3 separate regions of the Mus musculus genome follow, and all the other regions are linked to region 3. Evidence: chromatin contacts called from public Hi-C and promoter capture Hi-C data. All regions are on one chromosome and are shown on one strand. The core of a region is the stretch at or near the end of the contact, and the rest is flanking DNA. Distances in the headings are between cores, read along the strand shown.

Region 1 (4,369 bases), core at 1,338-3,837, 1.8 Mb after region 3:
TGGTACTGAACTATCTTGCTGTGAGCATGTACTGAATTTCCAGCACAGCACACTAAATCCTCATAAAATGCTTAACATCTGGCATCTACTAAGATTTATATAATATATATACACATAATTACATATGTATACATATATATGTATATGGGGGAGGGATGGGGTTTCCATGAGTAACAGCCCTGGCTCTCCTGATGATGGATTTGTAGACAAGGATGGCCTCAAATTCATAGAGATTGCCCTGTCTCTACCTCCTGAGTGCTGGGATTAAAGGCATAGAATTTCAGAATTTTACAAAGCCTCTTACTAGAAATTAATCAGTATTACAATATTGATGTCCTAGACTATCACCACACAAATAATACTGTTTTCCCAAATGTGAATTTGGTGCCCTGCCAGTGTAATTAGATACCTAGGAGCTAATGGCTACCAACAAAAGCACAGAGTATTTCATAAGTACACAAACATCTAGTCTCTTTTCCAGAGTATTTCTCAGTTTAACTTTTCTGTATTTGCTCATTCACAAATACAACTAAGGAACATCTATGAGCCACATTACCTAAATATTAAGAAATATATGTATCTATGTTTTGGTGTGTGTGTGTTTTGAGAAAGGGTCTCATTATGCAGTTCTGACTGGCCTGAAACTTGCTATACGGACCAAGCTGACCTCAAACTCCCAGAGATCCATCTGCCTGTATTTCTGGAGTACTGGGATTAAAGGCATTCCCATCACAGCCAGCAAGATTAAAAACAAAACAAAACAAGACAAAACAAAACATAATCTAGTAAAATGTCAAATAGCTAAAATGTAAAATGTCTGCTACAAGCAGAAGATCAGGTTAAGTGCTATGGAAACTTACAAGGAAGAGTGAGTCAGGTGGTGATGCTCAAACTGAGAAAATGATACAGAAAACACCAAGTTACAACTTTTAAGACTTCAGTTCTCTTCTGTGCTTTTGCATTATTTGTTTTTAGGTCTTATGGTTTATATAAACATCAAAACTACAAGCTGATTGATATATTCAGATCAAAATGACAATTCCATCAAATCTTAAGTAGCAGATTTAATTTTATCAATGTATTTCCCAGTACCTCTAACACGTTAAGCCTCATTTTTTTCATTTTACTGAAATGAATTCAATTATTTCTTTTATCACGTGCATAAGTGTTTTGCCTGTGTATGCTCTAGTTCTCTGGCCTCAATTTCCATAACTGGTGACATTACAGGCCTGCACCACATCTATCTTGGTTTTATTCCCCACCCCACTTGGCTTTTTGAGTCAGGGTCTCTGCAGCCCTAGATGTCCTGAAACTCAGTATGAAGAGTAGGCTAGCTTTGTAGTCACAGAGTGCCTCCTGCCTTTGCCTCTCAAGTGCTGGGATAAAAGGTGTGCACTGCCAAGGTTAAAGCCAATTTCATCATTTTTAAAGTTTTGTTCTCAAAAGTCTATGTTAAGTCTGGATGTGATGGCAAACACCTTTAATCTCATTACCTCAGCGTTAGAGGCAGGTGGTCTCTTTGAGTCTGTGGCAAGCCTGGTCTACATAGCGAATTCCAGGCCAACCAAGGGTTGTCTCCGAAGTTAAAAAAAAAAAAAAAAAAAAAAAAAAGCAAAAAAAGTCCCCATCAGGGTACTACTAATCAAGTTATCTTACTATATATAAACGAACATGAAAACAGCTAAACTAGAAGTGTTTTTGAAAATTATGTCAAATGCTGGGTCCTTACCCCTACCAAATAGAGAATTGCCAATATTGGGAGACTGGAACATAGAGGAAGGGTGGAAGAGTATACAAATTCTACTAGACTTGAATCAAGACACCTGGATTCTCTTCCTCTACCTACCTCCCACTAATAAAGCCTCTGTACTTGAGGCAGAGTGGGGGCGATTGACAATTTAAACGCTTATGGCTCCAGTTACTCAGAAATTCAATCTTTCTCACCTAGGTTTACACGGAACAGAAAGAACCCTTCATTTTATTTATCAGACAATTGTCAGTGTCTTAAAAAGCTAAACACAGTTCTGACTCACTCAACCCTCTGGTTGAACCCTAGACAAAACGTGTCCTGTAGAGTGGTCAAGGAAGTGACGGGGAGACCTCACTGAAGTCCCCCCAAGGCACCACCCTGCAAGGGTCTGCCTACCGCGGGCTGCTCACCTCCACCCAGCGAATGAATGAGTAGCACCGGAGAAAGCGAGGTTCACTCAATGTGGGCTGCGACCCGAGACCCCTCCGGCCTACGCCCCACACAGTTGGATCCCCTCCCAGGGCCTCCCGAGCCAGGCCGCAGGCCCCGGGCCCCGCCCCCTCACGCAGGCCCGAAGGAGCGCGCCCGGCACGAGACTCGGCGGCGGAGAGGGCCCCGGGCGTCCAGCGCAGATGCCGGTACAGAGAGGAAGATCTACCCGCCCAGCCCCGGCAGCGCTCCCGACTTACAGCGGTGCGTCTGGAGTGAGAGCCCAGGTCCGCCCGTCACCCGCCGCTCACCGCGCGGCCTCCAGAAAAACCGTCGTCGCCGCCGCCGCTGCCACCGACCGCCGCTTCGGGCGCAGCGCGCAGAGGCCTGACTGCGTCACACGCCGTCCACCGTCAGAGATCGGCTCCGGCCGCTCCGCCCTTGGCGGCCGGGCATTGGCGGGCCGGTCCGCCACTCGAGGCCCACACCGTTATTCATTGGGTGACGATCCTTTTGAAACCGAACGTGGAGGCGGTCTCTGATTAGGAACGGAGGGGAAGAGGAGGAGCGTAAGGAATTGCCGGGAAAGGGGGGGGGGGGGGGGAAAGGAGGGACGATGGGGAGGGATGTAGAGTCCCACTCCCTCTGCCGCAACGGTTGGCTGAGAGAGGCTCATGACGTCACACAGGCCCCTCGAAGAGGGCTGGTGCGTGGCTAGAGGAGTGAGCACCAAACCGCAGTGACGCTGTGTCCAGGCCCCGCCCCCTTCCTTGGAGCGCGGAGACTCGCTACGGAAGCTCCGGCCAATCAGAAGGAAGTCCCAAGGATGACCTGGTAATTGTTCTATCCTTCTCTAGCTCCTGTCTGCGGGCAATGATGGGAAGGCTCCTTGGCCACCTAGCTTGCACTTGGAGAGCCGGAGGACCCTTCCTGGAAACCCATCAATCCACAGATTGTCTGCAGACACTCCACTCCCCACTGTTCTTTCCAGCGCAAGCCAGCCCTCGCCGTACACTTTCCCCCTCTGAATCTCTAGAATAGACCTGAGCAATGGATTTGCCTTAACAGAGCTTGAGCCCAATGAGGAGATTCTTGGCCCTTCAGCCTCAGCTGCACTTTCAGAATCTATACTTGTTCTGGGTTTCTTGCGGCCTTCTCCAGGACACATTTGGTAACCTTTACAAGTCCCGGTGAAGTTCAGGCAGTCTGCTTGTAAAGACCTTGTTACTTTGTATCTTATTTATTTTCCGTTCTATGCCTCCTCCCTCCCCTGATCTGGGCCAAAGCTTCATTTTCATCCTTTTGGTGTCTTTTCTCCTAGGATCTAGCAGAGAGCAGAAGAGTGGGCATGTTCTAGAAACCAGACCTCTCTAAATTATTGAGGTCTCACAGATAACAGGAGCTGTGTTAAAAAAAAAAAAAAAAAAAAAAAAAAGAGGTACATACTACCTCTCCACCACGTCCTGGGAAATCAATATAGAACTGAAACGAGATTTGCTAAGAATTTTAAATGATTCCCTCAAACAAAAACATCTTAAAGGAGCTGGAGAGATAGATGGGCTCAGCGATTAAGAGCACTGGCTGCTCTTCCAGAGGTCCTGAATTCAATTCCCAGCAACCCCATGGTGGCTCACAACCAACTGTAATGGGATCTGGTGCCCTCTCCTGGTATACATAAAATAAATAAATCTCTTTTTTTTTTTTAAAGACAGTAAATGGAAGAAACATAATATATTGTCGATGTTCAGTATATACTTGAAAGAATAATGTATAAATCGCCTAACAGGAAAAGCTAGTTTGAACATCCATCTGTAACCACCATCCCTAAACCACTCTGTCCAAACACCCTGCTTTTCCATCACTCCTCCTTGCCTTTACTCTAAATCAGAAAGTCATTAGGTGGGGTATAATAGCCAAGATCTGTAATTTCAATTCTTAGGTAGCTGAGGTAGAATATGAAGCTGAAAGCCAGCCTGAAATACATGAAACTGTCTTAAAAACAAAATAAACAACAGTACTCAGGGTTTTATTTTTGAATCTTTACAGTGGCTCTCTTGCCACCATCCAAACCTCTGATTTTTTGGTTCTTCAGTCTTGAAATGCAACTACATTTAAACCTGCCCTGGACATTTATTTTAGTGTTCTTAAGAGTTGGCACATAGTTGATGTACCTTACAATTTACATATTTG
Region 2 (4,272 bases), core at 1,368-3,867, 1.9 Mb after region 3:
CTAGGGGAGGGGGACAGAGAAGGGGGGTAAGAGGAAGAGCATTCATATGCAGGGAGAGAGAAAATGCAGGGATAGGGAGTGAGAAGGAGAGCAAGAGAGACTAAAATGTCTGCACTTAATAGGAAAGAGCACTCAGGGGAGGGGAAGCCCAGCCCCTGGGTACAGGGAGTCTTATGTCAGGTAGGCACTGAGGGATACCGGGAGAACCTGGAGGCCAGGTCCACTTTGGTATGTTAAACATTCACCTCAGCTGTTTGTCCTGGGTCTGAATCCTAAAAGGTCTCTATCCTTTTTTGGCCACAATCTGTTGATGCTGTGTCCACCTTTCTGCCCGATTGATTTCCAGTCTGTAGTCCCCACCCCTATCACTCCTACCTAAGACTTAGTCACATCATTGCCTACTTGTTCATTTTGTGACTTGAGTTTGAGAGCTGGCTCAGAACATAGGTCTGATAGAATCTAGGTCAGGGGTTCGCCTTTTGTTTTGGCCAATTTTCCAGCATATGGCTGTCATTCAATAGATATTTGTGTGATCAAATGAACTAACATTTACCAGTAAGCTTTTCACTAAGTATTTATGATGTGCAGGTGTACATCTCAGAGACCTCTGAAAACTCACAACCACACGATAGTGGGAGGAGTGGCTATATTTAGGGCCTAACTCTGTAGACTGGCTTTGAAGGTGATACAGATAGTAGCTTCCTTCCCTCCCTCCCTCCTTCCTTCTTTCCTTGCTCCCTCCCTCCTTCCTTCTTTCCTTGCTCCCTCCCTCCTTCCTTCTTTCCTTGCTCCCTCCCTCCCTCCTTCCTGTCTTTCTGTCTGCCTTTCTTTGAGACAGGGTTTCTCTGTGTAGCCCTGGCTGTCCTGGAACTCACTCTGTAGACCAGGCTGGCCTCGAACTCAGAAATCTGCCTGCCTCTGCCTCCCGAGTGCTGGGATCAAAGGCATGCGCCACCGCGCCCGGCTTGTGGTGAGCTTCTTTACCCACTAAACCATATTGTCAGCCTTAGGTTGAACCTTCTAAGGAGTTATTCAACAATATCTAGAATAACAAGAGGTTAAGTTTATTGGTGGGGAGCGGGTGGGGAAGTAGGGTGAGGAAGGTTTTCGGTAGAAGAAACAACAGACACAAATGCTCTGAAGCCTGTTTGATGTGTTTGGGAACTTCCTGAAGGTCCATGTTTAGCGTGGCGAATAGAGTGCTTGTTTATCGTGTCTGAGGTTCTGGGTTTGATATTGTAAAAGTGTACACACACACACCACAAGAAAAAAAAAAAAGGCCAGTGTGATGGGAGATTAACAGAGTGGAGAGAGTGATAGTAGATGACGTCTGACATGTATTTTTATATCAACAGCCTAACCCTTAAGCCAGGCAGCTGTTGGGCAAATCCGTGTTCTGGTCTTCAAAGGGCTCACTCATAACAGGAGCTGGTTTATCACTGTCAGAAGAGGGACTGGGCCTAATCCAGTCTCCTGCCTCCGGTGCCAAGGACAGGGGTAGGGCACGGAGGTTTCGGTAAAGATCTGCTGACAGTACGCTTGAGAAGAGAACAGGAAGTATAGGCTTTGCTAAAGGAAGCCTGGGCGGGGTTCTCTGTTTTTGGGGCACTTATTCTCAAGTCGCTACCATCTCCTCTAACGGAATCAGAGAGATAGGAGAATGAGATGGGAGGAACCATCACGGGCTTTACCCCACAAACCTCAAGAGGGTGGGGCCTGAGAGGTGGGTTGCAAGAGCTACACAAGGGCATAGGATGTAGATCAGGGACGGGCAGGGTGTTAGGAAAGCAGATAGACCTGTTAGGCTACGTACAGGTGACGTTTTACCTACAGTGGGATGGGCATTTCATTCTGCTTTTTGGAACAATTTCTTCTTTAAACACTTGTAGCCTCTAAAGGGCTTGACTAGGGGCTTCCCTTCCCTTCAGTAACCCTCTAGAAAGGGTCAGGGCCACCTAGGAACTAGTCCTTTTGCAGTACTTAGATGTGGCCACCAGGGACCGCTGCGTACGGGAGACCGGAGGCGCGGGTTATTGAGAGGCGGAAGCCGATTGGCTGCGAGGCGCGTCGAAAGGGCGGAGCCTGGGAGTCGGGAGTTGGGGGCTGGGAGCGCGCCCCTTGGCCAAACCTAGCAGGACCATAGTCACCCCAGGCGGCTCCAGGTTTGTCATCCTAGTGCGGAGTTTCTGTCCAACCTGACTTTACAGTGGAGTCCGGAGAGCAGCGCTGCGGCCCGGAGATCCGGACAGGGCAGTAGCTGTCACCGCCGCCGCAGGCCTGAGTTACCTGAGCAACTGCGTGTCAGGGGCCCGCCTGCGGGCGGGCGTTAGAGCTGGAGGCTGGGGTGCGCACGGCAGAGGCCGAGGCCCCATCCTTGTCGCGGGGCCGCGGTCCTGACGACCACCAGCGCAGGCAGGGTCCCCAAGAGACCCCGCCAGTTGCGGGGGGCTCTGGCGGGCGCTCTCCAACAGGTTATTCCGGGATAAGCCGGCTCTGGGGCGGGCCCGGGCTTCGCTGGGGGCCGGGCGGCGCGGGGCGGGCCGGCGGTAGAGCACGCCCCCGCCCACTTCGGGCCCGCCCCGTGCCGCCCTCCCGCCCTCCCGCCCTCCCGGGAGCCGCTGTCCCGGGCCTGGCCCGTGCGCGTCCGCCTGCTGCACCGGGGCACCAGGAGCCGCAGAGGTACCGGACCCGGCGGGGGCGCTGACCTCGGCCTAGGAGTCTTAGGATCCCGGAGACATCCGTGTCTGCTGGGGCCTGTAGGTCGCACGCCGAAGCCCTAGCTGCTGAGGCTCACCGCTGTTTCTCGGGGCGAGGTCAGGTGCCCCCCTTCTCTCCTCTCTTCTCTCCCTCCCCCACCTCAGTGCGGGCGGGAGATTCTGCCCGCCTCCTCCCGCAGGGGTGCAGCAGGCTGCGGAGCTGACAGCGGCCCCGCAGCCACCCTGCTCAAACTCTCCGGAAGCAGATAGAGCTCAGGCCGCCGCCGCAGCCCCGGCGGACCTACAGTTGGACCGGAGACTCCGATCCTTCTGCGTCCAAACTTGGGGCACTTGACCTTCGCTTATCGGAGGAGGTAAGCCCGCAGGTGGCTGGACAGCTGCGGCGCCGCGAGGGCATCTTGCTTTGGAACCGTCGGCTGCACTCCCTGACTCTGGGATTTGCTTCTGGGATCCAAAGGTGTCTACAGCAGGCGCATGTTGACTGAGACCTACCGTCATGGATGTGTGCGCCCGTCTTGCCCTGTGGCTTCTTTGGGGGCTCCTTCTGCATCAGGGCCAGAGTCTCAGCCATAGTCACAGTGAAAAGAATACAGGAGCTAGCTCCGGGGCGACTTCTGAAGAGTCTACCGAAGCAGGTAAAGAAGGCCTTGCGGCGGGCTGGACTGGGCTGGGGGCTTGATTGACTCAAGACTGAGTGGCCCGAAGTGGGCACGTTGGAATCTCCGCACATGTGAGATACACCATAACACTGTGTAGTCTCAGTAGTCCAAGAAGTTCTTTCGTGTAGTAGTCATGCCTAATGTTAGTATTTCCCCAGAGCAACTTTCCTTATCCCTCCTCCGGAAGGTAGTGAGAAGCCTCATGGGGACACCTTGACTTTTTAGATCAGTAAGGTTGAGGCCCCATTCAGGACTTCTTGTCTGGAAGAGTAGCCTTCTCAGATGTTAAAATTCCTTTTAGCCAGTTTTATCACTTGAGGTATAAGGGGGTGTGTGGCAATGGTGGGTTGAGGCCACTCGGGATGGGCAGGGAAGATCAGGGCAGGGCTGGGTCTGTTTTTCTACAGCTTGGTGTTCAGGTGTGCCTTTCTGTTCTAACCACCGTGAGAACCACCGTAGTCCCTCCTTTCCCTTAGGAAATCTGTCTTTTGCTTGTGCCCATGTGAAATATCAAAGCAAGTCCTTAGATGGAATCCTGTTTACCACTAGGGACTTAAATGGCCCTTTCTTGACTTCTCGGTAATAAAAAATCCTGGGACCACTTGTTGACTTAATCCGTTTCTTCTGACTGATGAGAGTAAGGATTCCATGTTATTATTTTTAATCTGTCCTTATTTTCCCTGTATACTTACAGAGCTTTGTTTAGCAGTAGTAGCTCTGGCCAATACTTTTGCAGTAGAAAGGAACCTTTAAAAAAAATACAATTAATTTACACAAAGTTTAGAAGCTCACCAGTTCTCTTTTTCTGTTTTTCACACCCTGTCACTACAATCTGCCCCAGACTGTAGCCTGAAGGGTTGGGGACAGAAGACTAGTTAGGGTGTTTGAGGATAGGC
Region 3 (4,299 bases), core at 736-3,235:
GGGAGGAGCTGAAGTTCACTTAAACTTACCTGAAACATGTAGAGTTAGTTTTAAAACTAGCATTTAATATATCTGTACAGGTGAGTGCCAGTGTACTGAAAGATCCAACTGTAATTAGGAAAAAAACAGCTCCTAAGCGAGGTGTGGCAGGAGGATCAAGAGTTCAGGGTTAGGCTTGGCTTATAAAGTGTGACCATATCCCCCCCTTCCCCCAAAAAATTAATAACTAAAAAAAAAAACACATGAAGAATCATTACATTTATTTTTATACTTCAGGCTAATTTTCCAAAATAATGGTATAGGTCAGCTTCCAAATTTTCTTTATGTTAAAAGTTCAATCTTTATGTCTTTTCGAGACCAATCTTTATTTTATCTTATAACAAGCTTTCCATTTTACCTGCTATTATGCCTCCTCAGTCAATTTTTTTCTATTATAGATCATAACCTCTTGGATTCAGATTTTACCAATCATTTTAATAGCAGGACTCTCTCTCATCTCCTATACTCAGTCTTCACAGAACTGCATACATCTTTTCTTGCCTTTTGGTCAGTCTGTGGAAATTCTTGAAATATATCTACCAGCTTCTCTCTCCAATCCCAAATCCAACATAGGTCTCTTTTCTCTTTACCATCAGTAGTCCTCCAAATAGCCCAATGACTATCCAGTTCTCTCTGCCTTCCAGCAGCTCTTACTAGGATGTTCAACTATCACGATTTCTCCAGCAGGCAAGCATCCTATAACTATAAATGACACAGCCTGTCAGGGATCTAAATTTCTAAAGTTTCTTTCATTAGCTCAGCTTTTATATTGGGAGTGTAGCTCAGTGATGTGGCATTTATCTAGTTCTGGGTTCCAGCCTCAACACCACAAAAATTAATAAATGTTTCTAACCCACACACATAAGCACACACACACACTCAAGCCCTACTCCCTTTCCAGCAAACCATTTACTCCCATTTTATTGTTAAGTGGTTACTCCCAGTGCTTCACTAAGTCTAATTCTTAGACCAATAGATAGTTTCCCTCAGGTCCCATTTGCTTGGCAAAACAAAACAATTGACAAAATCTTCTTTGGTTTTCAGATTTTACCTCTCCAGTGCTTCCATTTAACAAATCCTACTCGAAATTATTTCTCAGTCTCTGGGATATCAGTGGTCACTGTTCCAAACTCAGCTGTCTTCCTCATCACACCCCCCCTATTTCCCTAGCCTCTGGGCTCACTCCCTTGATAACAGTCCCCTAGCCATGTTCTCTGTCTTTCCTTAGGCCTATTCTCCAAGTTTTCTGATTCACCCCCTCATTCTCTGAACTTGACTCTTACACTTCTGGAAACTTTCTCTAGAACCTTCTACTCCCTAGTCTTTGCCTCAGATGTTTTCTATAACCCTCAGGTAAAAACCTTCTTACTCCTGGCTCACTTACTTGATTCCCCAAACCCGTCAACTTTTCTCTCAGTCATTCCCTATTCCCCTCAACGATGCCAGATTTCTCCTCATCTCACTGATTCACTCTTTCTCCCAGACTCATCACTTCTAGAGTTGATTCCCGTCATCCCTTAGATTATCCTTTCATTTTCTCAACCTTGTCCTTATTCCCCTTCTCCAACAATGTTATCAGTCCTCCAGTGGACTACTCCCTTAGCGCCTCACCTAGTCCCCAAATCTACCTTCTACTCTATCTAAACACCTCCAGGCCAAGGCCAGCATTTCCTCCAATTCACAGCGTCCCTTCCCGTGGCACTCTGAATGCCCAGACACCAATCTCCAATGGCCTGGGCCTGGTCTCCTGGGAGAGTGGTACAAGTCACGTACCCCATCCGCATCTTGGCTCCGCTCTGACTGCCCCCGCTGCCGGGTAGAGGAGGGCGAGAAGGTAGGCGGCCGAGGTGCATGCTTTTTTCAAGGGCCGACATCAAAGGGAGGCCGCACGTCGACAACAGTGGCCCAAGGTCCGTCCCACGATACGTGCAGTACAACCGGTCACAGCTCTCTCCTCTAACGACGCCCAGTCGCCTTTGGACAGCAACCAGCCACCGGCAGCGCCGCCTACCGCCCACTGGCTCAGTAAGCCCCGCCCCCTCGCCGCAGCGCTTCCACCGGAAGTGCGCAACAGCCTTCGCACAAAGGAAACTGGGTAACGGAGTCTGCGGATCTCTCAGACTCCTATCAGAGAACTCGACAACCCTAGCAGGAAGAGACCTCTTGAAGGCAATGCATGCTGGACAATGAAGTCCTCAAATAGTGTATCAATTTGCGCTTGCGCAGATGCAGGTGCCCTGGTCCAACTTGGCCAAGGTAGGGAAGCAAAGCATCATGGGTGTTGTAGTCCATTTGCAGGGGCTCTAATTGGCGCCTTCTTTTGGCACCGCTTTCCGGGAACTGTTGGTGAAAGAGTGTTTCTTCCTGCGTCCCAGGCTTCCCAGCGGCGCCCGTTGCCGGGGAACGCAGGCGCCGTGGGAAGGGATGGCGGGAGCGTACAGCTTAGGAGCTGGCACCTGCGTTGAATTTGTGACGAAGGGCCCAGGCTCGGGATGAAACAACGGAAAGGCCAAGGGCCTGGGGGCGGCCGTGGGCGCAAAAAGAGAGGTAACTTTATTTCTTTAAGGTTGAGAAAAGCATAAAAGGGCTAAAGAATTCTAAGGAGACTTCCACCCGCTCCGGTTAAACAAAACAAAACAAAACAAAAGAGGACGGAAGAGAGACTAACTAGGGAACCAGAAAGTTAAGAGAATTTTTTTTTTTTTTAAAGAATGGAAAGGAAGTAGCGCCTGAGGGTCGATAAATGAGGCAAGTGAGGATTAATAGATACGGATAGGAGAACAACAAAATTAAACGTGCTCTTTTTACGACAGGGATACACGTATGTGTGTTAGAGGTATTCGGAGTAGGGGGAAGGGACATAACTCTGTCCGGAAAAACCTTAGATGGTGAAAGGGTGTGTGATAGAGGACATCGTGAAACCTGTAACCCAAGCTTACTCAAAAAGCAAATAAAACCACTTATATATATATATACCCTTCTACTTCTCTGATTTTTTCCTTGGGAAGCGATTGCGCTTCATAAGAATATACTGAGATCTCATCAGGAATCAATACAAGGAGTTTTTTCAACTAAAACAGTTTGTGTCCTGTAGCATGAAGAAAAAGATCTACCATAAAGCGCAGGGATAATTCGTTGAAATGGAAACATATGTGCATATATGGACTGCTCCTCACTTAGAATGACTTGAATCCAACTTAAATCCTCTTAGTTATCCAGCTCCTATAAGGGGGCCCTATGAACCCCAGGCTGGCCTTGAACTTGATCCGCCTGCAGAAAAACTCTTGGTTTTTTTTGTTTTGTTTGTTTGTTTGTTTGTTTTGTTTTTAAGTCTTCTCTAAATCTTTCAGAAAAGGTACTGACTGAAAGGAAAGCCAGAGTTGTAACTGATCGCTTCATTTACATATTATTCATCACCTTTCTGAACTCTAGTAAGATTTGACGTTAACATTTTGAACCCAGAACCAAAGGTAGCAGCAAACCTAAAAATGTTAGTCTCTGTCCTTGACTGTATGGTCTTGACAGCAAAGACAATTTAAGAGTGAGATAAAGAGCCTGCTGTGGTGGGCTAGCCTTTAAGCCCAGTACTTGGGAGGCAGAGGCAGGCAGATCTTTGTGAGTTCAAGGCCAGCCTGGTCTACAAATCAAATCTAGGCCAGCCAGAGCGGGTTACACTGAGGATCCCTGTCTCAAAACAAACAAACAGAACAAAAAAAGAGTGAGGTTAAGAATAATGTATCTTCTCCATTATTTTATTTATTCATTTTACATCCCAGTTGCTGCCCCCTCTACCGACCTCACAGAGTCCCTCTCCCACGATAACGTATCTTAACTGTGGTCAACTATGGATTTACAACAGTATTAAACAAAACTTCCAACTACGGAGATTTTAAAATCTGTCCACTGGTTTTATTGTCTTTATGCTTTTCAAATAATATCTTTCAATTAAAGAAAAGTTTGGATTAACATAAGTGACCAGGTAGGTTATTTTATGGCCTGTTTTTCTAGTTACTTCTCAGTTCTGTTAGGAAAAGCCTTCTCTGTCGACACTGAGTTTTATTTTTCATTCAAAGAATATATAGGGTATATAGACCTTATCCCAGCTCTCAGGAGGAAGAGGCAGGTGGATCTCTGCGAGTTTGAGGCCAGGCAGTTTTAAGTAAGTGAATTCCAGACAAGCCAGGATTACCTAGTAAGATGTCTAAAAAAAAGAAAAAAAAAAAAAAAGAAAGAAAGAAAAAGAAAAAAAAAGCAGAAAAT

The links. Promoter capture Hi-C pulls out the DNA fragments that hold promoters and counts their contacts. Hi-C and Micro-C count contacts between places; a contact is called where the count stands out from the background.
Region 1: a contact with region 3 is called in a promoter capture Hi-C map of pre-B cells, with 4 times the contacts expected there. The contact joins the promoter of Nup98 here to the promoter of Ppme1 in region 3. A contact is called at or near these places in 3 of 39 promoter capture datasets (the C10 cell line, cranial neural crest and pre-B cells), 1 of 484 Hi-C or Micro-C datasets (muscle stem cells) and 1 of 9 other capture datasets (liver).
Region 2: a contact with region 3 is called in a Hi-C map of B cells, with 5 read pairs. The contact joins the promoter of Stim1 here to the promoter of Ppme1 in region 3. A contact is called at or near these places in 1 of 39 promoter capture datasets (erythroid cells) and 1 of 484 Hi-C or Micro-C datasets (B cells).

Annotation. Positions count from the first base shown.
Region 1 is chr7:102,207,579-102,211,947 of GRCm38.p6, forward strand. Nup98 (nucleoporin 98) reads right to left here and starts at 2,588. Exons shown (of 33, transcript NM_001287164.1): 1 at 2,440-2,588. It also overlaps a transcript of Pgap2 not described here.
Region 2 is chr7:102,265,202-102,269,473 of GRCm38.p6, forward strand. Stim1 (stromal interaction molecule 1) reads left to right here and starts at 2,618. Exons shown (of 12, transcript NM_009287.5): 1 at 2,618-3,352. The coding sequence starts at 3,214.
Region 3 is chr7:100,369,911-100,374,209 of GRCm38.p6, forward strand. It overlaps Ppme1 (protein phosphatase methylesterase 1), which reads right to left and starts at 1,986. Exons shown (of 14, transcript NM_028292.2): 1 at 1,813-1,986. The coding sequence starts at 1,913. C2cd3 (C2 calcium-dependent domain containing 3) reads left to right here and starts at 2,323. Exons shown (of 33, transcript NM_001017985.3): 1 at 2,323-2,586. The coding sequence starts at 2,532.